4 separate regions of the Mus musculus genome follow, and regions 1, 2 and 3 are each linked to region 4. The links are chromatin contacts, called in public Hi-C maps. All regions are on one chromosome and are shown on one strand. The core of a region is the stretch at or near the end of the contact, and the rest is flanking DNA. Distances in the headings are between cores, read along the strand shown. Region 1 holds the start of Fmc1 (formation of mitochondrial complex V assembly factor 1). Region 2 holds the start of Atp6v0a4 (ATPase, H+ transporting, lysosomal V0 subunit A4). Region 3 overlaps Luc7l2 (LUC7-like 2 (S. cerevisiae)). Region 4 overlaps Zc3hav1 (zinc finger CCCH type, antiviral 1).

Region 1 (6,237 bases), core at 2,118-4,617, 200 kb after region 4:
GCCTGGATCTCGAACAGAGAAATACTACAGACCCCGAAGGTCTCAAAGCCCAGAGTTACAGGTCTCAGAAGTAGTGGGTCCTGAGAGGCAGGAAGTGGGAACAGGATGCCCTTCTGCCTCTGCCTACAGCTATGGTTGACTCTGGAAGTCTGACTAAGCTCTCTGACCTCTGTCCCTGGCTAGTCTTGAAGGCTGTCTTCCTGACTGCTACGAGTGAGTTCAAAGATCAAACCTGGAGGGAGAAGGGAAGAACACTGAGCCCACCAAGTGTGTGCCCAATTAGGTGGGCCTGCTTCCTACCACCACCAATTACTTGCCGGCCCGGCCTCTAGCTCCCAGCTGCCACAAGCTCTGAATCTGAAGCCCCTTTATGTCTATCACCTTTAGGAGCCTCAAACTAAACTGTCATGACAGGCCTGGCACAACATTTTTTTTCCTCTTAGGTACAGGGTTTTGGGAGATGACAAGTCTCCCAGTTGAAAGAAGAAAACAGACAACCACAACAGGATATTAATGTGGTAAAGAGAGGGAGCCAGGAAAGAGATGAACGCTTTCCTGTAGTTTGGGGCTCAAGGAGACACAGGGCTACACTGTCTTTTGGGTAAGACACTTTTTAAGACACTGTAAGAAAATTTCTTTTGGGTAAGAAATCTATTTAAATTATTAATGCCACAAATCAACAGGCAGTCAGCAGCATTGAAGAGAATGCAAGGGCAGTTAAGACTCAAATGTCAGAATGGGTATCTCTTCTTCTGGTTTCAGAGGGAAGGGTAGGTGAGCTTCCATGTCAAGAGTCCATGCTTGTAACTAGGATGTTTTTCACTCCTGGATGGGGGGGGGGGGGAAGGAGAAAGTCTTACAATCAAGGATGTAATGTGTGATAATGTGATTTTTTTTTTAATATAGAGAAGGTTTATTGGAGAAAAGGAAAGGGGGGAGGAGGGGAGAGAGGAAGAAGGGATGAGGGGGGCTGGGGACATGTAGGAGGGAAGAGGAACAGAGAATAGATGGAGAGGGGGAGGGGGGGTGGGAGAGAGAAGATGGGGAGGGGACAAGAGAGAGGGAAGCTGGGGAGGGAGAGGGGGTTGAGGGTAATGTGTGATCTCGATGTGAAGAGGTTGGAAGGAGAAACCCCGTTTAGTTAGTGTGACTTCATCATGCAGGGGTAGCTCCCGATAACTTAGAGTTCGTTAGCTTGGGGCTGGTACCCAGGAGCAGCTGCTAGGGAAGAGAGACATAGTTGCGGATGAGTTTGGTCTAGGTTCTAACACAAGGGAGTAACTTTTTTTTTTTTTTTAATGTAATTTGCGACAGGGTCTCACGGAGGCTTCCAATTTACAGAGATCCTTCTTCCTCCTAAGCATGCCACTACGAATGACAAAGCTAACTGTAACCTTGTCATAGAGAGCCTAAAGGGCCTAGAACAGCTTCTAACATACACCGAGCAAGTCAAAAGACCCAGAGAGTAAATAGGAATACTAAGGCGATATGCAGGCTGTTGGGACTGAGGAAAGAGGCTAGCTCAGATATCTGAGCAGAGGGGAACAAGAAGCGGCCGGAGCTAGACGAAGGTTAACATATAAAAAGCTAATGAGGTAGGGTCTACAAGGGCAACCTTAAATAGACTGAACTGCTTCTTAGAAAATAAAGAGCCACTGACACCTCAAAAAGAGGTTTTATGACAGGGCGGTGATGGCGCAAGCCTTTAATCCCCGCACTCGGGAGGCAGCCTGGTCTACAGAGCGAGTTCCCGGACCTCCAGGACTACACGGAGAAACCCGGTCTCACTCCTCACCCCCTCCTCCCAAAGTGGTTTTGTCTACGGTATACAATTAGGAACAAACCTAAATTCTAATTATCCCTAATTTCTACTATAGTAGGCACTAATTTCGCACCGTCTTATACTTATAGCCCACTTGAAAATTCGAAAACTGAACCCCATTCTAATACATCCTTGGCTGCGGAAATGGCCTCAGCGCTGTAACCGGAAACAGAAACTGACCACTACCTAAACGCCACCTAACGACCAGCTAAGAGCGAAGACAAACCCTGAAAGTAGCCCAATCGGAAGGGGCTTGGCTTTTCCTGTTACAATCTGACAAAGAATAGGACCAGAGGGAGGCTCGAGGAACTGGTTTCCGCAGCCCGTTTGGCTCTGACGTCTCCCGGGCCCACTTTTGCGCAGGCGCAGAGCTACTACGCACAGAAACACGAACACGTAAGCAAAAGCGGGAGCCCGTTCGGCTTCGTGGCATCCACTGTTTGCAGGGTGAAGCGGTTGACTCTTGGCATCTAAACTACATTTCCCAGCAGGCATCCGTTTCACACTGAGGCTGAGTTTGGTTCTCTGTGATAGGGTAAAAACAATAAATTTAAGTGATGACGTACGAAACAGGAAATAACTTGATTATGGTGTTTGAGGACATCAGTAGAAGAAGCCCCAGTGGCCTAATGGATAAGGCATTGGCCTCCTAAGCCAGGGATTGTGGGTTCGAGTCCCATCTGGGGTGGTTCGTTTTTTTTTTTTATCTATTTTAACATCATCTAATTAGATGATTATTGCGAGTCAAACTTACTGTTTATTTTATGTATTTAGAGACAAGGTCTCTCTACCTAGTTCTGGCTGGGTTAGAACAAACTGCAGACCATAATGGTCTATGAGCTGTGAGATCCGCCTGCTTCTGCAGGCAGTGAAGGCGTGTGCCACAACGCCCGGCCATCTTGTTTTAAAACTAGAGAACTGCGGGGAAAAACAATCAAACAAAAAAAACAAAACGAAAAAAAAAAAAGCCAGGCGTGATGGCGCACGCCTTTAATCCCAGCACTCGGGAGGCAGAGGCAGGCGGATTTCGAGGCCAGCCTGGTCTACAGAGTGAGTTCCAGGACAGCCAGGGCTATACCGAGAATCCATGTCTCGAAAAACAACAATAAACAAACAGAAAAACAAAACAAAACTAGAGAACTGGATGTGAGGCTTTACTAGTAAAGGGGCTGCAGTTTGCCATACCAGGGTATGAGTTCATTTTCTTCTCCTAGGCTGCGGGGACCATAAAGTTGGAGGTCGGTACGTTTAATTTTGACATCCCTGGTAGAAACAGTAAGATCTTTTTGGCGTGACCTATGTCCAGACATCCACATACTCTCCTGCCAGACACCTTTCCTCAGAGACTCGGCGGCCATCAGCTTACGGCAGTCCAAAGGGACGCAGTCAGAAGGGCCGAGAGGATTCGGCACCTTCCCTTGCTCTCCTGGTCCCCTGAGGTGCCTGTCACTCGCGTTTCCCTCCAAGGGTGGTCGGTAGAGGGCGCTGTGGGGCGGAGTGGGCGGGGGAACACCTCGCCCGAGGCAGTGAGGGACCAGGCTCTCCAAGGACAGAAAAATGGCGGCCCTGGGGTCCCCGGCGCGCACTCTGCGGGGCCTTCTGAGGGAGCTGCGCTACCTGAACGCGGCCACCGGGCGGCCATATCGCGACACAGCGGCCTACCGGTACCTCGTTAAGGCTTTCCGAGCACATCGGGTACGGCATCCGCGGCTGGGTGGGCTCCAGGTCGCGGGAGGGCGGATGAGGGGGCGGTCTGCGCAGGTGATAGAGGGTCTCAGGACAAACGTGTCTGAGTCACCCTGTCCTCCACCTGCGGGTCTCACCACAGACTCCAGCCCTTCGGCTAACCTGCGGTCTGAAATCCCCTACTGGCCCAGAAGCCGCGTGGGGCGCACCTTCCTAGGGACTTCGTATCTGCCACCCACCGGGGTGGAGCTGTCTCTGACGATTTCATTGGTTTGTCTGGTGCATGGGGTGTGGAATGGAGTAAGGAGCGGGCGTTGTGTGAAGTGGGTCCTAGGGGTCGTAAGACTTAAAGGCGTAAGGGTACAAGCATCCCCTCTCCTCATCCTTTCTACATTAAAGTTTTAATAGGAAGCAGTGTTTTTGTGATTTGACGGGTGTGTGTGTGTGTGTGTGTGTAGGTGTGTGTGCGCGCGCCTGCTCGCGCGCGTGCTTTTGCTTGCTTGCGTGTTGGTGGGGAATGAAGATACAGAATTTCAGCATTACTCTGGCTGACCTGGAATTTGCTGTTTAGACCAGATTGACCTTGAACTCACATCTGATTGCCCTTTTCTCCTGAGTGTGGGGATTAAAGGCATGGGCCAGGCAAATGCAATTTTTAAGGCAATTTAGTGGGGAATATTCAAGAGTTGAAGAGTGGTACTGTTTTATTTAGTACTAGCCTTTCACCACTGAGGAAAGCAATATCTTATATTCTATGGAGATGTCACATCTTTAGCCTTCTGCATGACAGGATACATGACATGTTTTACTGGTGTAACAAACATAAACATACAGAATGCTATCCTTGGGAAGTGCCATTGTGAAATCCACAGTTCATATTCCTCTTAGAAAGGAATGGAAGATGGTTAATTTTCCAAATGTGGTAATGCTCAATTCTCTGCCTTTTGGACAAGATCAAATACAAACACTAAGGCTCGGGGACAGTCACCTGCCCAGTTCTGCTTGATCAAGCATGGCTACAATTTAGGGGAATGGAAACTTAAGTTCTTGAGCAATTATCTTAACTACAGAATTTGAGCATTGCAAAACTTTAGAACTAAAATTCACTTATCTTTTAAAAAGTTATGTTAGGTACTGTGTATTAAGAACTAGGGCCAAATATCAAGAATAAGATGTGGCAGGTGTTGGTGGAACATGTCCTTTAATCCTAACAATTGGGAGGCAGAGGCAGGTGGATTTCTGAGTTTGAGGCCAGTCTGGTCTACATAGGGAGTTCCAGGACAGTCAAGACTATATAGAGTATCCTTGACTCTGAGAAAAAACAAACAAACAAAAAACAAACCCAAAAGATATACATGTAAGAAGCTACAGTCTCCCTGAAGAGCCATAAAATAAGATCATGTTTAGCATAAATAAGTGCTAAGGGTATAGATAACCAGGGGACAGTGGTATGAAGAAGAGGTGCTTCAGAAAGTCTAGTAGGCTATAATTAGGCATCTGGAATTGGCAAGTGAATAGAGGTTAGGAAAAGTAAGGGTACAGGGAAAGAAAACATAACTAAAAATTTAAAGAAAGCATAATTAAGGCAAACCCAACAGTTTCAAAGAGGGGAAGATAAGTAGGTAGGTATATATGACTGCTATTGTACCTTATAGAGGTAACATTATTGTCCTTGAAGGTACTTTGTAGTAAAGGTTTTGAAGTTCCTCACAAAAAGAATTTGGGAGGTAATGGTAGTCATATCTCAGACTTTGAGCCCAGCCTAGTCTAGAGTTGAATTCCAGGACAGCCAGAGCTCCATAGTGAAACCCTATCTAGAAAACAAAACAAAACAAAACAAAATAGTAACAACAAAAGAAATTCCTCAGGAAAATACCATAAATTCATGCTCAGAATTCTAGGGCTGGGCCAGGCATGGCGATCCACACTGTTGATCCCTGAAGCATAGGTGGGCAGACACCTGAATTCAAGGCCAACCAGAGCTACCCTGTCTCAAGAAACTAACAAAACCAACCAGACAAAACAACAAAAACGACCCCTCAAGACACCAAGACTGATTGTGAGAGGCAGCACAACAGTACTTGTTTAGCAAGCCTGAGGCCCTGGGTTCTACCTCCAGGACTGGGGAGAAAGAGAAAATTTGAGAAACCGTCTTCTACTGAAGGCACATAAGAATGTGGGGGATGCTTTTTCATTTTCTGGCTCAGGGCTAAAAAATTTCTGTGCTCATCTTTTCCACTCCTTAGGGAGAAAAGATGCAACCAGGGACATCTCTTTTTTCCCCTACTTTTATCTTTTAATAAATATATTTATATATCTTTGTGGGGGAGCATGCGTGCCAAACATGGGGGTCAGAAGACAAAGGAGAGTCTGGTTTCTTTTTCTACTGTGTGGGTTTCAGGGATTAAACTCTGAGCATCATCAGGTCTGGCTGGCAGCAAGTGTCCTTACCCACTGAGCTGTCACAGCAACTGTATCTTGATCTTTGGAGATAGGACCCAAGTGATTTCCAGGCAGGCTAGGATACATAGTGAGACTCTCTCCTAAGTCATCTTCACATACATAAACTAACTCTGACCCACGAGTGACTGTGCTGTCACACACCTGTAAATCTCAGCATTTGTAAGACCAAGGCAAGAAGGCTGAATCTCAGACCAGTCCTTGCTACACAGCATGATCTTCCTTGTCTTAAAATGTTTTCATTAGAGCAGTTGAGCGCTGCTGTAGTA
Region 2 (6,348 bases), core at 951-3,450, 210 kb before region 4:
AAGGTTTGTGCTACTGTACCTGGCTGAACTCATCTTAAGATTTTCTCCGAGCCTTGAAACTGGTAGCTCTGCTGTCACTGTGAGCAGGAGCCATGCCCTCACAGCAGCGTGGCGGGTCCCAGTCATACAGAACAGGTCATGCACAAGGCAGGACTGCAAGAGACATGGCAGTATCCTGTTGTCTACCCCAGCTGTCTAGCATTGTCTACCTGACAAGATTAGTTTGTTGGCACGTTTTAAAACACAGCTGTGAATGACAGGGTTCCAGGATCTTTTCCACAGCTTCCCCATTCGCAAGGTCTTTTATACAAAGCTGTCCATGTTTGTGGCCCCTAGGATTCCGTGTTTTTCTTAGTTACTGGGGTCCTCTGTTTTCTGCGTTCTTCTGCTCTCAGGTTGTCAGGGAGTTTCGTTTTCTTGGGTTTCAAAAATAACCCCTTGTTTGCCCTCTTAATTGTCTTTTCAAGGTGGAATGACCTTTGCCCTTCTCATTTGCCTTTTTACACCACAGTGTCCTATCTTTTCACTGTGCTGGCATCTGCTCTAAGGGCACACCAGCCGAGCCACTGGACAGCAGCAAGCGGGCATGGTACCACTGCTGCAAGTGGGGACAGTTCTGCCAGCTCCCAGGAATGGAATGCTGTGAACTGAAGTCCTTGGAGAACCACACTAGGTATTCTTAGCAGGCACTCAAAACCAGAGAACCAAAGGTCACCTCAGCATAAAAAACCACCACTGACAAACTACAAAGCCACCGTGTTCCCAAGGAATGAACCACAAAGAACAGCTTCCACACCGATTCGTAGCATTTATTGACATTTCCATTTTAAAATCCTAGGAAAGCTGTAAAAATTGTAAACATGGGAACCAAACACTTGCATAAATTATTTCCAAACTCTACAGCACATTAGAAAACAGTGCAGCTAATTGAAGGGTAGAAACGTAACTGACAAACAGAAGGGCAGGCTCAGTCACTAAATCACACACCCATACCAGGCTTTAAGTGCCCGTTTGAGATCAGCAAACCGTGATTGTCAAGTTGCAGTCTTGATGCCACAGGTGGCCCAATTCCTTCTGCGGTTTTGTATAGTAACACGAATCGCCTAGCACGAGGGTGCAGAAAGTCAGAGCATGGACCTCAACCGAGTCAGAGACAAGCTGGCATCCTGGAGCAGCCTGGCAGAGCAAGCTTCCCTGATAACCCTACTCCTGTCTCCCTCCTCTCTGCTCCACAGTGCGCTGTGCAGAGATGGGAGCAAAGCCCAGAGCCTTTCTCTTAACCGTTTCAGAACCAGCGCCCTGGTGCTCGGCATGACTGAGTTAATGACCAGAACTCTTGGTTCCTCTAGCACCTCCTGTTTCTTTCCTTACCACCGTGACAGAACTTTAAAGTCTGGCTTTAACTTAGCCCTGTAACGGCGCATTTGGGAGTCAAGTCATGAGTACTTGATATCTGGTGGGCATGAGAAAAGACATCGGTGATCCTCCATGTAATCCCTGGAAGTGGCCCTGGAGCAGGGAAACACAGGAGGAGGCAAAGCAGGCAGCCTGCATTGTGACCTGTCCAGTGGGACACCAACCTGGGAGGAGCATATCAGACACAGACATTCATTGCTCCCCTTGCGTCCTGGCTGGCTCTCAACCGTGTTCCCAAAGGCATTTACTATTCTCTTTCTACACGTCAATGCTGCTGTGTGTTCTTAAGATAATTGCTGAGTGTCCTGTTACACACACAGGCGTGAATTAACACTGTACCGTGACGTTTCAGTTTTCAAGTCTTTTTAACATGGACAAAAGAATTCCAGTTTAGACACCCACAATCACCACCAACCCCTTCCAGCACCCTCCCCCACAAAATAAGCCACCTGAAATGTGCCCGTTCTTGTTTACGAGGTGATGAGTGTAAGCCTATATACTTCATGGGAAGTAGAAACCCTCTCACCTGTTCCAGGAATGCCTGCAATGGGCTGGACTAAATGACGACGTTCAGTGGACTGTCCCACACAGACGTATTTGTGCTCATGGGTGTAGAAGCAGCCTTCCTTGTACTCCCACCTGGACCAGATGTGGACAAGCAGGCTCTGATGACTTTGGAGGTAGAAATGACATGGCGAGGACTCTGCTAGTGGGAAACTTAGTGTGTACTATGACAGGAACACTCTGTCCTGCTCCTAGAACCTTGACCCAACATCTTTCTAAGTGTCTGATTCCCACCTAAGAATCCAGGATGAAAGGGCCAAGGGAGGCCTAAGGAATGATTAACTTGTGAAGTCCTGCCAACGTAGACTAGTGTCCTGGGGACTGGCTTGGTTACTGGAACACTCACCAAGATCTGAAATAGCAGTGAACACTCTGTATACAAGAAAGCAGGGAATTACTGGTTTTGGCTGGAAGCCTTCCAGGCACACTTGCACCTGTGCTTTGGGTCACTGGCCTCATGCCTTCAAAAATTCTGCTTGGCAAAATCCTACTGCTTAAAAGTCACGTGCCATCAAAATCAACACAAACTCCGAAAGTAAATTAAAAACTGGAGGAAAAAATGGAGGTATAGATGATGAAGCCCGATGTAACTTATCCACAACCTGCTGTAACCAAGGAGGCTCAAGGTCTGCTATAAGCTAAGCTCTGCAAGGCCCAGCTTAGCACCACTCAAGTACTTTAGAGCAGACATCAGCAGTTCCTGGTACTCTGACCTCCCTTTCCCCACACCAGGGCTCTTGCTCAGCGGATCTTCACCAGCCTGGACATTTGCTAGCTCTGTTACTAGACAGGTTCCCTCCCAACACTATTTCTTCTTAAGACCGAAGTCACTTGGACAAAAGACCCAATTCCTAAACCCTTCCCCTGGACAACTGTGAGGCTTATCTAGCGCTGTGGCTTGGGTAACATCAAAGTGGCTTCTGCAGCTGGCTTCTGCCCTAAAGACTCATCAATCCCAAACATGTAATTTCTTTGACTTCTGAATATTCAACACACCTGTGCCTTTTGCATTTTATGGGTATCTAAGCCACCCTGCTTATCTATAGCATCCATCTTTTATACCTGTCTGTACTATCCAGCTTAGATTCTAAAATCTCTTGGAAGTCAGGACTCATGTCTGCTGACTCATCTAGTGTCAGGAAGTTGGGAGCAAAAAAAGAAAAAAAAAAAAAAAAGATGCTTCACAGGTGACCTCTGAAACTGACAGAGGACCTGGTAAGTTTGAAACAACACAGCAGTAGGAGGAGTCACATGGGGCTTTGCTCTCATTTGTCTTGCTCTGATTACTGATGGGTGAACCCAGCCACTGGTAGATCACACATCACCCATGGCAGGACATCTACACAGAAAGCCTCTGACATGCTCACAGTGACCGAGGCGCCCTCCTCAAGGGTTGTTTTCAAGTAGGATCACACCTGATTTTTAGAAGCAGAGATCATATGAGGTGTCAGGTCGGGGAGGTTATGGTCTTGTTAACAAGAATGACATACAGAAGGAATCGGACACATGAAATCAGCAACAAAGGAGACTGCAAAAAAGCACTTCTCCAAGCACTCTGTCCTAAAAATGCTGACTTAAATTTGCAGTTTGTGTTTCTCAACAGAACTTCTAAAATTAGAAGGAAAGGACAGACATTAAACTTAACTTTCATTTTGGAGCACTTTAATAATTAATACATGTTGAGGACGACGTTTTTTAGGGGAGCACACTGGATGATTGACTGGACGCCTGCAGGACGTGGCATGTTTCACAGCAGTTTAAGGATGGTCAACCTGCTGTGCCAGTTGTTTAGGGGAAATGAGTGCAAACTGAGTGTGCTTTAAATAACCAACAACTAACTGAGCACTGGCGCCCCCACAGAGCCTGCATGCCACACTCCACTCCACCTTTGGTTGTGACACCCTTTAAAGTTGTATCTGTTCTAAGAGTAAAAATACAGGTAGAATCCCTTCATCATTTCAAAGGCATCAAAATTGCTGTTTTTGTTGTATCCTCTGACACCGAGGCTCATTTTGGCATTGTACAAAGGAGGTACCATTAGGATGCTTGATGTCCAAAACATTCATGACATAAGGTGAGAAAGAGCCATTTATTCTGTGTGTTGATTTGCATTCATCACACAATGTCATACTAAAACTCTGCCTGGATATTTGAGACTTGGTTAGAGAGGCCTGGAAAGAGGATCTTCCAGCTTGGGAAGAGAACGTATTAAATCAAGATTAATAAATAAGCCCAGAACAGGGGTCTCCTCTTCCATCCTCTGCAGAGTGCCTGCAGGCCATCTGACAAAGATCAGTGGGCCCCCTCCTGTATGCCTTCTCATCTGGAGTGTGCAGATAAGCACTGGCTGCCCCAGTTTCCAGGAACAGGTGAGAAGGGCAAAGACAATTCTGGAGCCAGTGATTGCAGTCTGGGGGCTTGTTCTAGCTGTCTCCATTTTCTTCAAACTTGCAGACACACAGTTTTGATTAGGCTGAGCACCACCACCACCACCACCCCAGCCCAAACTCTAACCCATTATCTGTTGTCCAATCAAAAGTATTCATTCATCTGACGAAGAGCTTCATGGTTCAACTCCCTGTTAGTGTACAATTTCCCAGAGTTTCCTTCAGGCACCAGGATGCAGAATGTCATAATGTCGGAGGCCGAGAAATGTGACGTCAGAAGCACACTGTGAGGTAACCTCTCTCTGGCCCAAAGTGAGTATGGCAGACTTCAGACAAAGAAATAATAGCTAAATCAGGAATGGGGGGAAACTCTCATTTCCTTCATGTTTTCAAAACCCTGTATTTCTTCAGTCATTACAGAGGCTGGCAGGAACACAGTTCCACTTCCAGTCCAGAGCTCAGGGGACCTGACTACCGTGGGCAGATTCGTGACAGACAGGTAGTCCTAAGAATCACGGAAAATAACGTCTGCTTCCATAAGACATTCAAACATAACCTGTGAGCAAACTGTCAGTGAAGCACAAGGACCTGGGTTAGGACACCCCAACAGCCTCATTCCGGAGGATGGACCTTGCGGAGATGCTCTGCTATGGTGTCAAGAGTTGGGTGAGCCCAACAAATAAACAACAAATGCAACTAAGACTGGAAACCCAAACTCTGATATGTATTTTGAATAACCAAATAAATATGAAGCTTCCCCCTCCCAAGTACAGCTTTTTCTTTTTCTTTCCCACCCCAGACCCCAGAACACAATGAAACCACCAACATAGTCTTCTACTGCAAAAGCCACAGTTGTATTTCAGACAGAAAGGTGAAGGCCCTCAGAGCTGTAGCACCAGAAGGAGAAAGAACGCAGGCGATGGCTTTGTTTGAAATCACCAGGCCCCACGACCTACCATCAGGTTCTCACTAGAAGCTCTTCTAGATTACCAAAGAGTCTTAGCATGTCTTGTTGTTAATATTACTATTAACCTAAGTTCCTACAGAGGAGAAGAGGGCTCAAGCTGTTATTAAAATGTCTTGAGATCTCTCTTCTCAGGAAACTGAGCAGTGGGTGTGTTGTGCGGACCAGTCAGATTCCCGGGGAAAGGCTGCCCCTGCATCCCTATCCACCTGTAGGGTTTAATCTTCTGCCTTTGAAAGAAGAGACTGACTTACATTTTGTTAGCTTAGGTTTGTGTTTTGGTTGTGTGTGTGTGTGTGTGTGTGTGTGTGTGTGTGTGTGTGTGTGTATGTGTATGTGTGTGTGTGTAAGTGCTGGCTTTTGGCCCAAAAGTACACACATTTTGACTGAACCAAAGTGGTCATCAAATTGCCAACCCAGAAAAAGTACCATGAGTTGTCCATGTGACTTTATGGCATCTTCTAACATTGCGACTTGTTCCCTTCCTCGGGCAGCTTGCCTGGAGATGCTACTTCCGACTCCTCCAAACCCCCACTCGGTTGGTTTCCTTTTGGTCTTGCTTCCACAGGAAGCAGATACTTGGCAAACCTGCAAGGGAGGCTGATCAGCTGTGGAAGTTCTGTACTGAGCCCTGTTTCTGAGAGAGCCGCAGGAGCTCCTCGCGGATCGCTTTGATGAGGGAGGCGGAGGAGTGGCCGGGCTGGAGGTCCTCTGTGGAGCTGGTGGGGTAACCCAGCCCAGGGCCCTGCAGCCCTCGGTGGGCGAGGTTCCCGGGAGGGGCTGAGGGCTCCCTGCCCGAAGTCCTTGGCACCTGAAACAGCGGTGAAGAAGAATACTCTTGATGTCCGAGCATGTGGGTCTGAAAGATACGGTAAACGTCATTACACTTCCCACATGAGGACAAGAGAAAAAGCTAGCTCTCGCTGGGGTTGCCATCTCCCCACCCACCCCCTCAGTTCTCCAGTGTGGACCCTGTCGCTCGAATCCCTGTGTGCTGGGTGTAGAGTGCCTGGGAGC
Region 3 (6,820 bases), core at 2,635-5,134, 250 kb after region 4:
CAGAGTTGCTTATTCAAGCCAAATGTATTTAATAGTAATGACTTGGGAAACATGGACAGTGCAAAACATGGTTTGTAGAGAGAAAAACAGAAATAGACCATTTTTCTTAGGAAGCTTAGAGTCCATTTGGAATGATAACATCAACTTTCAGAAATTAAAAAATTAAAAGCACTTAATAGAATCTACTTTGTTAAACAGGAAAAAATGTAGATGTTGAGGAATTTTAAAGAGCAATTATTAGGATCAGAGATAATAATTGGTCAAGACTTCTTGGAGAAACATTTGAAATGGTTTGAAATCAGAGTAAACCAAGCATTTTATTTTGTTTTATTCACTTTATTTCTGAAGAGAAGTATCACCGGCAGCAGCCAGTATGTTTTCACTTGGTTTTGGAAGCATTAGTGCTTCATTTATGTGGTGTCTGGATGGAGCTTAAGAGGGGCAAAGGCTCTTGAGAATTGTTTTGGTCCTCGGTGTATTTTTGTTGTGGTTTCTTCTGTAGTGGCTTTTAATTGCTTAGGGTACTAGGGTCATGGAAATTGTTGACCAAGGTAGGTTTCCCCTTGCATTGACTTTTACAAGGGCAGGAAGTTGTAAGGAGTTTCTTTGTGGACTTTTTTTTTTTTTTTTCTTTTAATACTATGCCTGATACCATATCAAAGCAGATACTTTGTCATGGTGGATACAAAAGAGAAAGCAACGGACTGTTTCTATAATTCAGAAAAACTGTCTTGTGATACCTGTTGTCCTTGGAGAAATGTTCCTGGAGAAATGAGGTTGACTCTGAAGATACTGGGGTACAGATACACCTCATTATAGCTAGTTTTAGAAGGACACAAGTGAAGTGAAAAAAATCTCTTAAGGCTAGTTTTAGTTGCCTTGGGTTTTTGCTGTTGTTTTGGGGTTTTGTTTTTGACTGAGGCCCAAACTCTGTGCCTTGTATTTGCTAAGTAAGTGCTCTAGCACTGAGCTGAGTTCCCAGATCTAGAAGGCTTGCTTTTAAGAATGAACTCTGGTCTGGTAAAGATGGCTTCATGGATAAAAGCACTTAGTATGCAAGCTTGGCAACCAGAATTCCATCCTTAGGACTCATGTAAAATAAATGTAGAGGTAGGGAACACACAGACTCTACAAGGTTGTTTTTTTCACTTTCACAGGCATCCTGTGACACTCACTTCCCCCCAGGCCCCCTTCCATACACACACAAACAATAATAATGAATAAAAAAATATATTAGAGCAAATTCTGACCTAAGAAGCACATTTTGAAAGATGAATAGTTGAGACCAGGTATCTTAATACTAAAATGTGCATAAAAGCCAGATAAGGTGAAATCATAGAAGAGAAAATCAAGATGTAAAGTTAATTATCAAAGTATTCATTAAAAACCAGTAATAGGGCTGGTGAGATGGCTCAGTGGGTAAGAGCACCCGACTGCTCTTCCAAAGGTCCAGAGTTCAAATCCCAGCAACCACATGGTGGCTCACAACCATCCGCAACAAGATCTGACTCCCTCTTCTGGAGTGTCTGAAGACAGCTACAGTGTACTTACATATATTAATAAATAAATCTTTAAAAAAAAAAAAACCAGTAATAGATTTGTTATGAGATTGTAGAGCACAGTTTTAGATCACACAGATTTATCTTATGCCATACTGTAAAATATTCTTAGTTTTTTTTTTGTGTGTGTGTGTGTGTGTGTGTTTATATATTTTAGGGTGTGTATCTTTGTGTATGTGTGCCAGGTATATGCAGGTGACTGTATAGGTGTCACGTTCCTGAGCTATATTTACAGGTCATTGTTAGCTGCCTGACATGAGTGCTGGGAACTTAAGTGGAGTACTCTGGAGGAGGAGGAGCGAGTGTTGAGCCATTTTTCTAGCCCCTTAGCTTAATTTTTTGAGGCAGTGTTTTGTAGTCTAAGAAACCCACTGGAGATCATTCTGCCTCAGGTTCCTAAGTGCTAGGATTATAGGTACCCTATGTAGATTTGGTTCAAATGCACAAAGTGCCTCCTCTGCCTTCTAAGCCCTAGGGGTCAGAGGCTCATACCACCAACCCAAACCTTGACTAGTTTTAGAATTTCTGTAATTCTTTGTTCATACCTAACTACTTGTAAATTTTTGTAAATATAAGGTATGATTAGTTAAATTTTGCCTGCTTTATATCAGTTCTTTCAAATCTTTTGAATTTTTTCAAAATCTTTATCTAGTGAATGTCCTATTTTTTAGGGTACTATACAAAATGATTGTTCGTATATTTTGTTTTGTACATATGTAGGTTATTGGCAAAAAAGCAAGGTTGGCTGAGTCATTTTAGTTTCTAGATATACAAGTAAGTCTCAGATTGCTGTAGAAGATGCTCTAATTTCGTTGTTACATTAGTTGGTTTTTGTTTTTCTTTGGAGGTAGAAGGAAGACACTGACTGATTACTGGCCCCTAACTTGCAGTCTTCATGTCTCAGTGTTTCAAATGCTATGATTGCAGGAACGTTCCACTAAATGTGTTTGTAATACTACTACAATTCTGCTTCCTCCACACCTGCCTCTTTCCTCCCTCCTTTCCTTCCCCGATTTGTCGTTTGTCTGTCTGCCATGAGATCCTCTAACCTGAGACTTTTTAAGATTAATTTTTCTTTTGTGAGTTTGTTGTTTTTGTTGTTTTTCTTGAGACAGGGTTTCTCTGAATAGCTCTGGCTGTCCTGGAACTCTCTTTGTAGACCAGGCTGGCCTTGAACTCAGGCAGCTGCCTCTGTCTCCCAAGTGCTGGGATTAAAGGCGTGCGCCACCACCACACTGCATCTGTTGTATTTTATCTGCATGTATATCTGTGTACCACATGCATGCCTGGTGCTGGATGAGGGTGTCATAGCAAAAAGAGGGTGTCACACCTCCTGTAACTATAGTTGCAGATCATTGTTAGCTGCCATGTCGGTGCTGAGAACAGAACCAAGTCCTGTGAAAGAGCAACCACTGAGCCATCTCATCAGCCCAGAAAAATGTTTCTCATGAGGATGCATTTAAAATGAATCTAATGAGTGGTAAACAACGCAGCTATGGCAGCAAATATCTATAACCCTAACATCTCAAGAGTATCAGGCTGGAGCTGGAGAGATGGCTCAGTGATAGCCTGAGTTCAGATCCCCAGGATTGGTAGGAGAGAATCAGTTCCCACATGTTGGTCTCTGTCCTCCACATTTACTCCATGGCAAGTGTCTGTGCATGTGAACAAAGAAAATAAAATATAATAAAACAAGAAAGGCCATCACATTCCAAAAAGAATCATAGTTTTCGTCCCCTTCTGCCCCCCTTTTTTGGTTTGTGTTTTTCCTCTGAGATTTCCTCATGAGCCCAGGCTGATATTGAACTTGCTATGTATCTGGCCTTTGACTTTCCAATCCTCCTACTTCTATCTACACAGCACTGATAGTATAGGTCTGTACCACCATATTGAGTTTATGGAGGGCTAGGGATTGAACCCAGGACTTTCTGTATGCCAGATAAGCACTTAGCAACCAATCTACCTCCTCAGCTCTAATTGTCTAAAATTTTATATTTTGACAGTTCATTAAATGAAGAAGTGTACTCACTGCATGACTTAGTATATTATACAGTTCTCTGAAGAGAACTGTGATAGTGATGAATTTTAAAATACATGTTTCTAATATATTGTCTTTATTTTCTTTCCTAGAGAATGGATCTTGGAGAATGCTTGAAAGTCCATGACCTGGCTTTAAGAGCAGATTATGAAATTGCGTCCAAAGAACAAGACTTTTTCTTTGAACTTGATGTATGTGGTTTTGCTTTCATATTACATTGTCTGTTGTGGTAAAATTTTGAACGTAAACTAGTGTCTCTTACTTAGGAACGTATCTTTGTGATAGTATGAAGGTTACTATATAGATAATACTCACCCACACTACCCCAGTTTGTAGTGCTGAGATGAAACCCAAGGCCTTATACAGAGTAGACAAGTACTTTATCACTGATCTAGCCCTAACTCAAAATGTTCAGTATATGAGATTGAATATTTATGAAAATGTATAAAACTCTCTCTCTCTTTTTTTTGAGGGGGTGTGTTTCGAGACAGGGTTTCTCTGTGTAGCCCTGGCTGTCCTGGAACTCATTCTGTAACTCACTCTGTACACCAGGCTGTCTCCTGAGTGCTGCGATTAAAGGCATGCGCCACCACTGCCCGGCTGTATAAAAGTCTTAACTGATAGTAACAAGCACTTATCTCCAGACTATCCTGCAGCCTCTGAACCATGTTGCTCCCCCTTTCTTTTTTTTTTTTTTTTAAGATTTTTTATTTATTATTATAGTAAGTACACTGTAGCTATCTTCAGACACACCAGAAGAGGGAGTCAGATCTTGTTACGGATGGTTGTGAGCCACCATGTGGTTGCTGGGATTTGAACTCTGGACCTTCGGAAGAGCAGTCGGGTGCTCTTACCCACTGAGCCATCTCACCAGCCCCTGCTCCCCCTTTCTCTCTCTGTTTCTCTCTCTCTCTGTTTCTCTCTCTCTCTGTCTCTGTCTGTCTCTCTGTCTGTCTGTCTGTCTGTCTGTCTCTCTCTCTCTCTCTCTCTCTCTCTCTCTCTCACACACTCACACACACACTCACACACACACACACACCCTCATCCTCTATCCCTCCATCCCTCCCCTAGGTCTCTGTGCTGCTCTGGTAATCCTGGGGGGTCGATCTGTAGAACAGGCTGGTCTTGAACTTAGAGATCCACCTGTTTTTGCCTCCCAGGTGCTAGGGTTAAAGGAGTGTGCCACCAACCACTGCCTGCCACTGCCACTCCCCTCCCCTCCTTTTTTTTTTTCAACACAGAAGTTTTAAACTCTGCTTGTCCTGGAACTAGCTCTGTAGACCAGGTTGGCTTTACATTCAGAGATCCACTTGCCTCTGCTTCCCAAGTTCTGGGATTAAGAGGCATGCTTCACCTCACCCCACCCCCACCCACCTCCCAGTTTGGCATGCTTTTAATGTAAAATAATAAAAGAAATAGAAAATGCTGTTTAGGTATCCATGAGTTACAGAGTGATTTAATATCATTCTTTCTATAGAAGACTTTCTTGCTGTGTGGTGGTGGGGCACACCTAGCACGGGGGAGACAGAGGCAGGCAAAGCTTCCATTCAAGGCCAGCCTGGTCTACAGAGCAATGAGGTCGAGATAACCAAGGCTACACAACGAAGCCCTGTCTCAAATTGAAAACCAAATAAAAGAGGGGGTGGGGAGAAGAAGAAGACAAAAGAAAGATTTCTCGTATAAAGATAAACGTGGGGCTTAATGGTTAAGGGCACTCATATTTTCGGTCACAAGCATAATTTCAGTTCTAGGAGATCTGATGCCCTCTTCTGATGTCTGTAGACACTGTGCATATACATATATATATGCAGGCAAAGAGAAATTAAATTACACAATATGGTTTACAGAACATAGCTCTTAAAACTTTTTACATTTTCTTTTTAAATACATGTACATAAGACATTGTGGTCAACAAAAATCTTCTGCTCTTCATCAGTGAAATTAGGTAATTTTATTTAGCTAGCAATAAATAGGTTCTACTGTCTCTTTGAACATCTAAAAACTTTTGTTAATGGAAATGAAAACCATCTATAGAAATACATTTAATACTGTCTGGGCGTAAGTTACAAGGATTTTCCCTTTTGTGCTGCACACTGTTGTCAAAGCACTGCTGACAAACAGGAGAGAATGAGTGTAAGGGTTTTAATTTTGCATTTTTATGTGTGAAGGTGAATGTGCTGATTGTACTTAACATCATGCATAATGCATGGATTTTCCAACTTTGCTAAACATGAGTGTTATCAGCTTTCTGGTTGACTTATATAACTTTTTATAAATTATGAAAGTCAACCCATTTTCTTGTGTATAGTATACATTTTCCTATCTTATTTTTCTTTTGATGACTTTTCCTTTAGATAGTATTTTTATTTATACTGTCTAATCAGTGCTTATAATACTTATTTTATCAATTTGAAAAATCTCTTCAATTTTGACCTAAAATAATTCTCATCTATGTTTTCCTCTTCTATGTTTTTATTTTCAGTTTTTAGATTTTTATTTTGTACGTGTGTCTGTTTGAATGTTTTGCACTTGAGTGTGCATCTTTGAGTATATGTTCATCAGGTGCATATCTGATACTCATGAAGCATCAGATACCCTGGTAGTTACAGATGGCTGTGAGCTACATGTGGATGCTGTGAACCAAACACAGGTGTTTTACAAGAAAAGCAAGTGCTGAGCTATATTTCTAGCCCTGTGAGGGGCTTATTTTAAATCCTTTGTACATCTTGGATTTATTCTGTTATATATATAAAAAACCAGCCAAAATAGCTACTTCATAGAACCAATAATATTTCTTGATGAGTTCATTGTTATTTTTACTACTTTAGGATGCTATCTTTGACTTTATATAAGGAAATGAAAGAAGATTTGTTTTGTGATTTAACTTTGTGGAATTTCTTGTCTCATTTTTAAGTTCAGTGTATGTACAATAAATTTCTATTTTTAGCTGATATACATAATATTCACTTTGCTATCACTGTGATAAAACCACCAGGACCAAAGTAACTTACTTGGATGTAAAGTTGCAGAGGAATGAGAGTCTACATTCACTTCATGGCAGGGAGGCCTGACAGCAAACAAGTGAGAGAACAAACTGGCAGTGGCTTTTGAAACCTTAAAGCCTGACCTAGTGGCATGCTTCTTTCATTAAGGGCATACCTCTTAAACCTGAAGAAGGCTATCAACTGTGGACCAAGTCTTCAAGTGCTCGAGTATATGGTGG
Region 4 (6,400 bases), core at 1,028-3,527:
GATGCACACATGTCCCACCCCCAAGCAAACTTTTTTTTTTTTTTTTTGAAGACAGGGTTTCTCTCTGTAGCCCTGGATGTCCTGGAACTAGCTCCATAGAACAAGCTGGTGTCCATCTCAGAGATCTACCTGCCTCTGCCTCCTGAGTGCCGGTATGTTATATAAAAGTGTGTGCCACCACCACCAGACTATAATAAGCTCTTTTAAAATGAGGGGATAGAGCCACTTGTAAAACTGCATACACATCATTGTTTCAATTGTATTAAAGTGGTGCATGCAGATAGTGAAGTTGAGATTTTACAGGCAGATTTCTTGCAGTTTTCCTTCTGTTTGTGTTTGCTGGCTTGCTTGTTTTTTGAGATGAGATTTCTCTGTGTAGCCCTGGCTGTCCCAGAGCTCACTCTGTAGATCAGGCTGGCTTCGAACTCAGAAATCCTCCTGCCTCTGCCTCCTGAGTGCTAGGATGAAAGGTGTGTGTCACTATGCCCCACTGTGGTTTCTGTACATTTGCAAATTCACACAGTTAAAAGGGAAAGGGCATACCTCTCATGCTAGGGGGGTTCCTCCGAGTGTGTTTGTTGTTGCAGATATCCTGGATGTTCTGGACCACATCAGAACTCAGCCCATGCTCCCTCATGATGGCCAACACCTTCCTGTCCATCAGGTTATGAGACCTGAGACAGTTGAGGTAACTGCAGTTGCCCCGGGTGAAGTGCTCACAGATGTGGAGTCTCTCGCAGGGCTGCGGCTGCCCGCAGATCTGTTTGCGGCCCTCTCCTTTGTAACTCTTGCATATCTAGAGAAGAAAGAAAGAACCATGAGGCAAGAACACCTGGACCTGGCTGCCACACCACCAGTTAAGGGTGCAGCCCCCCCCCCCAAAAAAAACAACCCAGGAGAGCCATGGGGGAAACAATGCACGCAACACCCAAGGCTGATGAGATGGCTTCAACTGGTGACTTATTTGGGGACAGAAGAGTCGAAAGAATTAACAGACAATATCACGTATGATGGTGCATACCTGTAACCCAGTGTTCAGGAGGCCGAGGCAAAGAGGATCACAAATGCAGTGCAGAAACCTTGCATTTAAAAGAAAGGAAACTTAAAGGAGAAAAATAGTGATGAATTTGATAATTCCTGGGAGAATCAAACTCACATGGCAAGCTGTACACAGGACATCATAAGGGAGCCCCAAAGAGGAAGTCTAATTTGGATCTTAACTTACTCTACCGTTGAAAGGAAAAAAAAGTGTGTGTGTGTTATTTGCAACTTTGGGATTTTGTCATTTGTCTCTGATAGCCAGAATAGGACCTGTTCAAATGATTTTGTATGTGAGGGGTGGGAGAGAGGGAAGAAGTAGGGTGATGAACTCTTTTAAAAAAAAAGAGATTTATTTATTTATTTATTTATTTATTTATTTATTTATTTATTATGCTTACAGCGCTCTGCCTGCATGTGTGGCTGCAGGCCAGAAGAGGGCATCATATCACCGTATGGATGACTACAAGTGGTTGCTGGGACTTGAACTCAGGCCCTCTTAACCTTTGAGTCATCTCTCCAGCCTTCCTTGACCTATGAAGACATCCACCTGCCTCTGCCTCCCAGGAACTGGGATAAAGGTGTGCACACTCCTCCCCACTTGGTTTTTGTTTGTTAGCCAGAATGAAAGGTGCGCACCACTGTGCTGCTCAGCCTTGCTTTCAGGTTTTGGACACGAGGACTCATGTAGCACAGACTAGATTTCAACTCATAATCCTGCTTCCCTGACCTCCCAAGTGCTGGGATTGCAGGCACACACCACCATAACCAACTCAGTAAGGAAATCCTTACCCACTATCTAGACTCCCTTTGGGGGTCAAATAGCAGGGTAAGATTCATAACAGCAGCAAAAGTGCAGTTATGATGTAGCAATGAAATAATTTGATGGTTGGGGGTCACCCACAACACAAGGAACTGCATTAAAGGGGCACAGTGTTAGGAAGGTTCCAGTGTTCTATTTTTTTTTTAATTTATTTATTATATATAAGCACACTGTAGCTGTCTTCAGACACCCAGAAGAGGGCATCAGGTCTCATTACGGATGGTTGTGAGCCACCACATGGTTGCTGGGATTTGAACTCGGGACCTTTAGAAGAGCAGTCAGTGCTCTTAACCGCTGAGCCATCTCTCCAGCCCCCAGTTACAGTATTCTAAACAAACACATCTGCACACATAGCTCTACAGAGCTGGAGTAAAATCCAGGGATGGTGCAATCAGATCATGTGGCTACAGGGCTAACAGAGACTGCTTTAAAGTCAAGGCCCTAGAAGCAGCTGGGTAACCTCCCGGTCCCAGTGACCTTCTAGTTTCTGTTTCCTTTTCGACAGCAGAAGGAAAATATTTGTTCTGTCTGCCTGCCTAACATCTGTTGGGAGGCGGCGTGACAAAGTATAAGACTGTATTGTGCAAAGTAAGAAGTCTGAGGCAGGTGTCTGAGCCACTAGGTGAAGAAAATGATTAGTCATTAGCCTCACCTTGCAGGCAGCTGAAAGATGAAGGTGTTTAGTTCAATAGGCTGTATGAACTGGGAATGAGTCTGGATGCAGAGACAAAGGCTGACCCCAGGAATAGTGACAGAGCCTCTAGAACCAGACTTCAGCGCATAAGTGCTACCGAATCTAATTCTAGACCACAGTTCTTAAAGTGAGGTGTCTGAACCATGAGCATCACCTGGACACATAGAGGAATCCAGGAGCTGGCTTGTAACACAGGCCCTGGGTTCAATTCCCAGTAGCAGGTACACCAAGCATAATAGTACGTGTCTACTACTATGAGCCCTCAAGAAGTGGAGAAAGTATGTCTGTTTGAGGCTAGCCTGGGCTACATAGGGTGCTCGTGTCTCTAATAAAACAAAGAGCAGGTGAGGTGGGGTATACCTTTAACCCCAACTAGGAAGGCAGAGGCAGGTGGATCTCTATGTGTTCAAGCTACACAACGCCCTGCCTTCAGAGCTCAGTGGACACCTCAAAAATCACCTGTTGTGCCAGAGTTTTTAAATGCCCCCAAATGGTCAATCCTCAAGAAATCTCCATTGGCTAGCTTGTCTTATCTAACAGAACTCCAACCTTCTTGGCAGCTTCATATCTCTTCTACCCTTCCATCTCTTCCTGTATTGCTCTGCCTCCCTGTCTGTCTTCTGCCCCTTTCGGCGTTGCTCCTGCTCAGTCTCCCATTCTGTGTGAGACTGCTAATGACTTTGTATTGTGGGTACACTCAGGGATTCTCCACTCAAGGGCTTTTCTCGGGTCATGCATGGTCCTTTGAGCAACATCAACTGACTCTCCACTCTATAAGCCTATGCAAATAAGACTTCATTATCTTCCATCATCTGTCTTTCCTCTAGTAATAGAAGTCCTTGACAGGCAGCCACTCCGCCAGCAACTACATTTCTCAGCCCCACTTTCAACTAATATGACCATGTGATTAGCACTGGCCAATGAGATGTGAGCAGATGTGCTACACACAGTGTCCAGTTTTCAAAAGGGTAAACTGCTTGGCTTCAACTTCCCTTCTACAATCCCACTGACTAAAAAGTGGTGACAGAAATCCCTGTACTAAGAGATGAAAGCCACATTCCGAAGACAACAGGGCTCGTAACTCACTAACATGAGTCTTGCAAAAAGGTGTTGGACCCTCTTCCCAACCCTGCGGCATATCTGCCTGCCCGCATCCACACAGGACCCAGAGGCACCGTACTTCTGTAACAATCCACAGTCAACAATTTAGGCTCTTCTGGCCAGTCAGTCTCTGTTGCAACTACTCACCTGACCCCTGGAGGGGGAAACAGAAACAGAAAACCTGTAAACTCATCTGCACGGCTGTGTTCCACTAGACTTTTATTTCTGGACTAGGTTTGGCTTCTGGGCTGTAGCCTACTGGTCCTTGATGAGGCTATCAAGGAGTAAAAAGCTTAAAGTATATTTTCTTTATCACTGAATTTACAGTAGGAGTCTCTGGCACAGTGACACAATCTGTGCCTGCATCTTTCAGGCATCCAGCTTCAATTCCAAGGCTACCCTGATGTTAAGCCTCAGGCAGTCCAGCTACCGCCACGTCTTCAAGCCATCTTTGTTCACAGTGGAATCCCTGGCAGCCATGTGGACCCAAATTCTTCTTTCATTTGTTCAGACAGGGTCTCACCAGGTAGCCTTGGCTGGCCTGGAACTTATTACATAGACAAGGCTAGCCTCAAACTCATATAGATCTGCCTGCCTCTGCCTCCCAAGAGTGCTGGGTTTAAAGGTGTGCACCAGCACGTCTGGCTTGCACATAATACTCTTGCCTGGTGTTTAAAGTGAGAACCAGGACCTACCTCAGGCATGAAGAAAGGGTCGCTTTGGACCAGGAGGACCGCCAGCTCCTCTTGGTTAAGCCCGGAGAGCTCATGATTCTTCAGGACCTGGAAGTTCTGTTCCGAGAGAACATCGTGAGAATATTTGCAGAGGTTCCTGGAAGGACAGAGGACAACTGTCAATGTTTGCACGTCACAGCGGAAATGAGAAAGAAGACAGCCATATTCACACGGCATGGGGGTAGAAAGAGGGCCGGGAGAGGGACGGCAGGCATCTCGAGTTCTAAGCAAAGGGGGAGAAGAAAAGAGGACACAGAAGGAATTACTGGGAAGAAGAAAGGGTTTACTGAGTTGGAGAGATGGCCCTGCAGTTAAGAGCACCGACTGCTCTTCCAGAGGTCCTGAGTTCAATTCCCAGCAACCACATGGTGGCTCACAACCACCATAAATGGGATCTGATGCCCTCTTCTAGTGTGTCTGAAGAGAGCAATAGCATACTCACATACATAAAATAAATCTTTTAAAAAGGGGGAGGGTACCAAGAGGGTGCAGGGGAGCAGGGAAGGGCCTTGGGAGAAGGGAACAAACCGGCAGGGCATGGAGATGTGAAAACACCATACTGAAATCCATCATTCCATACGCCAGCCTAAAAGACTGAGTTCAACTTCAGTGGTAGACCACCTGCTTAGCATGTGTGAAGTAGATTAAAAAGGAAAAGTTCACTAAACTTTCACTCAGCAAAGATCAAATGCTGTATCCTTTGGTAATTAACACAGACTAATCAATCCTACAGAAAGAATACAATTTTATGAGGTCCACTGGCCCAGCCAGATGACATCCTGGGTAATGGTAAATGTTTGCCAACAAACCCAGTGACCTCAGTTTGATTGCACATACACAAATATATACTTTAAACAACAAACAACAACAGGGTCTCACTATACAGATAAAATCAACCAGGCTGGTTTCAAACTCATGGTGATCTGCATGCCTCTGTCTCCATATTAAAAAAAAAAAAAAAAAAAAGAAAAAGAAGCTGGGCAGTGGTGGTGCTCACCTTTAATTCCAGTACTCGGGAGACAGAGGCAGGCAGATTTCTGAGTTCGAGGCCAGCCTGGTCTACAGAGTGAATTCCAGGACAGCCAGGGCTACACAGAGAAACCCTGTCTTGAAAAAAAATCACACACACACACAAGAAAGAAAAGAAAAGAAAAGGGAAGGGAAGGGAAGGGAAGGGAAGGGAAGGGAAGGGAAGGGAAGGGAAGGGAAGGGAAGGGAAGGGAAGGAAAGGAAAGGAAAGGAAAGGAAAGGAAAGGAAAGGAAAGGAAAGGAAAGGAAAGGAACGGAAAGGAACGGAAAGGAAAGAGGGAGGGAGGGAGGGAGGAAGGGAGGGAGGAAGGGAGGAAGGGAGGAAGGGAGGAAGGGAGGAAGGGAGGAAGGGAGCTGAGTCCTTGAATCCAGCCAGCCCTTCCAGGCACTTTATTTTGCTTCAAGGAAAGGTGACAGTGGGTGACGACCTTCATCCTCTTCATTTTCCCAGACAGACCCTTTCCATACTTTCCCCAGCGCTAGCTAACCTTGGCTTCCAGGGTTCCTGGTGCTCTGTGATAAGGCTGACCTCGACTCGGCTAACATTTGGCCTTTGGCTCTGTGGTTTCAGATAACTGCTCCCACCAGTCTCCAGCACTGAGAACCCCCAGCATCTGGGCTCAACCTTATCAGCTCCTCCCTGAGCCCGCGGGAGAGGATCTGAAGAGACCGCGGCAGCAGAAAAAGCTTCAGCAGGCAATCCCTTCTGGTCTCAGCCCAAAGTAGAAACTTCCCCTGTGCCCTACATCCTGGGACAGCTCTGCCAGATGTGTAGGAAGTTTCCTTACCTTGCCCCTCACAGCATCTCACTCCACTGTCCCCTGAGTCATTGCCATTAAGGTTCTTGTTACAGATCTGGAAATGACCCAACTGAAGCACCTGCCAAGGGCCAGCAAGGTGGCTCAGTGGATAAAAGCCATCTGCTCACATACTCCCACAAACAGGCAGGTTCCAACCCCTGACTGAGAGATTGACAGCTCT

The links. Hi-C and Micro-C count contacts between places; a contact is called where the count stands out from the background.
Region 1: a contact with region 4 is called in a Hi-C map of Sertoli cells, with 3 times the contacts expected there. The contact joins the promoter of Fmc1 here to the enhancer-like site in region 4. A contact is called at or near these places in 6 of 39 promoter capture datasets (the 3T3-L1 cell line, 3T3-L1-derived adipocytes, the C10 cell line and 3 more), 7 of 484 Hi-C or Micro-C datasets (CD4 T cells, CD8 T cells, the G1E-ER4 cell line and 3 more), 4 of 115 datasets of contacts at active chromatin or transcription factors (the SCID.adh cell line, double positive thymocytes, extraembryonic endoderm stem cells and 1 more) and 3 of 9 other capture datasets (adipose tissue, liver and pancreatic islet).
Region 2: a contact with region 4 is called in a Hi-C map of liver, with 2.5 times the contacts expected there. The contact joins the promoter of Atp6v0a4 here to the enhancer-like site in region 4. A contact is called at or near these places in 8 of 39 promoter capture datasets (the C10 cell line, cranial neural crest, embryonic stem cells and 4 more), 2 of 484 Hi-C or Micro-C datasets (embryonic stem cells and liver), 1 of 115 datasets of contacts at active chromatin or transcription factors (kidney) and 1 of 9 other capture datasets (pancreatic islet).
Region 3: a contact with region 4 is called in a Hi-C map of Th1 cells, with 3 times the contacts expected there. The contact joins two enhancer-like sites. A contact is called at or near these places in 7 of 484 Hi-C or Micro-C datasets (the C2C12 cell line, CD4 T cells, CD8 T cells and 3 more), 1 of 115 datasets of contacts at active chromatin or transcription factors (effector CD8 T cells) and 1 of 9 other capture datasets (adipose tissue).

Annotation. Positions count from the first base shown.
Region 1 is chr6:38,531,494-38,537,730 of GRCm38.p6, forward strand. Fmc1 (formation of mitochondrial complex V assembly factor 1) reads left to right here and starts at 3,368. Exons shown (of 2, transcript NM_025363.3): 1 at 3,368-3,517. The coding sequence starts at 3,380. It overlaps n-TRcct1 (a tRNA gene), which reads left to right and starts at 2,438; the gene lies at 2,438-2,510.
Region 2 is chr6:38,122,386-38,128,733 of GRCm38.p6, forward strand. Atp6v0a4 (ATPase, H+ transporting, lysosomal V0 subunit A4) reads right to left here and starts at 2,201. Exons shown (of 21, transcript NM_080467.3): 1 at 1,943-2,201. It overlaps D630045J12Rik (RIKEN cDNA D630045J12 gene), which reads right to left. Exons shown (of 20, transcript NM_194061.3): 20 at 789-6,190. The coding sequence ends at 5,936.
Region 3 is chr6:38,581,352-38,588,171 of GRCm38.p6, forward strand. Luc7l2 (LUC7-like 2 (S. cerevisiae)) reads left to right here. Exons shown (of 10, transcript NM_138680.3): 3 at 3,690-3,788. Among named protein-coding and RNA genes, the nearest start is that of Luc7l2, 33 kb to the left of the region's middle. Within about 2 kb of position 3,885, at least 2 of the 459 cell types and tissues checked have an H3K27ac peak or open chromatin away from gene starts, as enhancers often do. A contact at or near this core is called in Th1 cells, where this site is marked.
Region 4 is chr6:38,335,869-38,342,268 of GRCm38.p6, forward strand. It overlaps Zc3hav1 (zinc finger CCCH type, antiviral 1), which reads right to left. Exons shown (of 13, transcript NM_001347122.1): 2 at 4,352-4,487; 3 at 544-796. Among named protein-coding and RNA genes, the nearest start is that of Zc3hav1, 16 kb to the right of the region's middle. Within about 2 kb of position 2,278, at least 43 of the 459 cell types and tissues checked have an H3K27ac peak or open chromatin away from gene starts, as enhancers often do. A contact at or near this core is called in CD8 T cells, Sertoli cells, Th1 cells and 2 more, where this site is marked.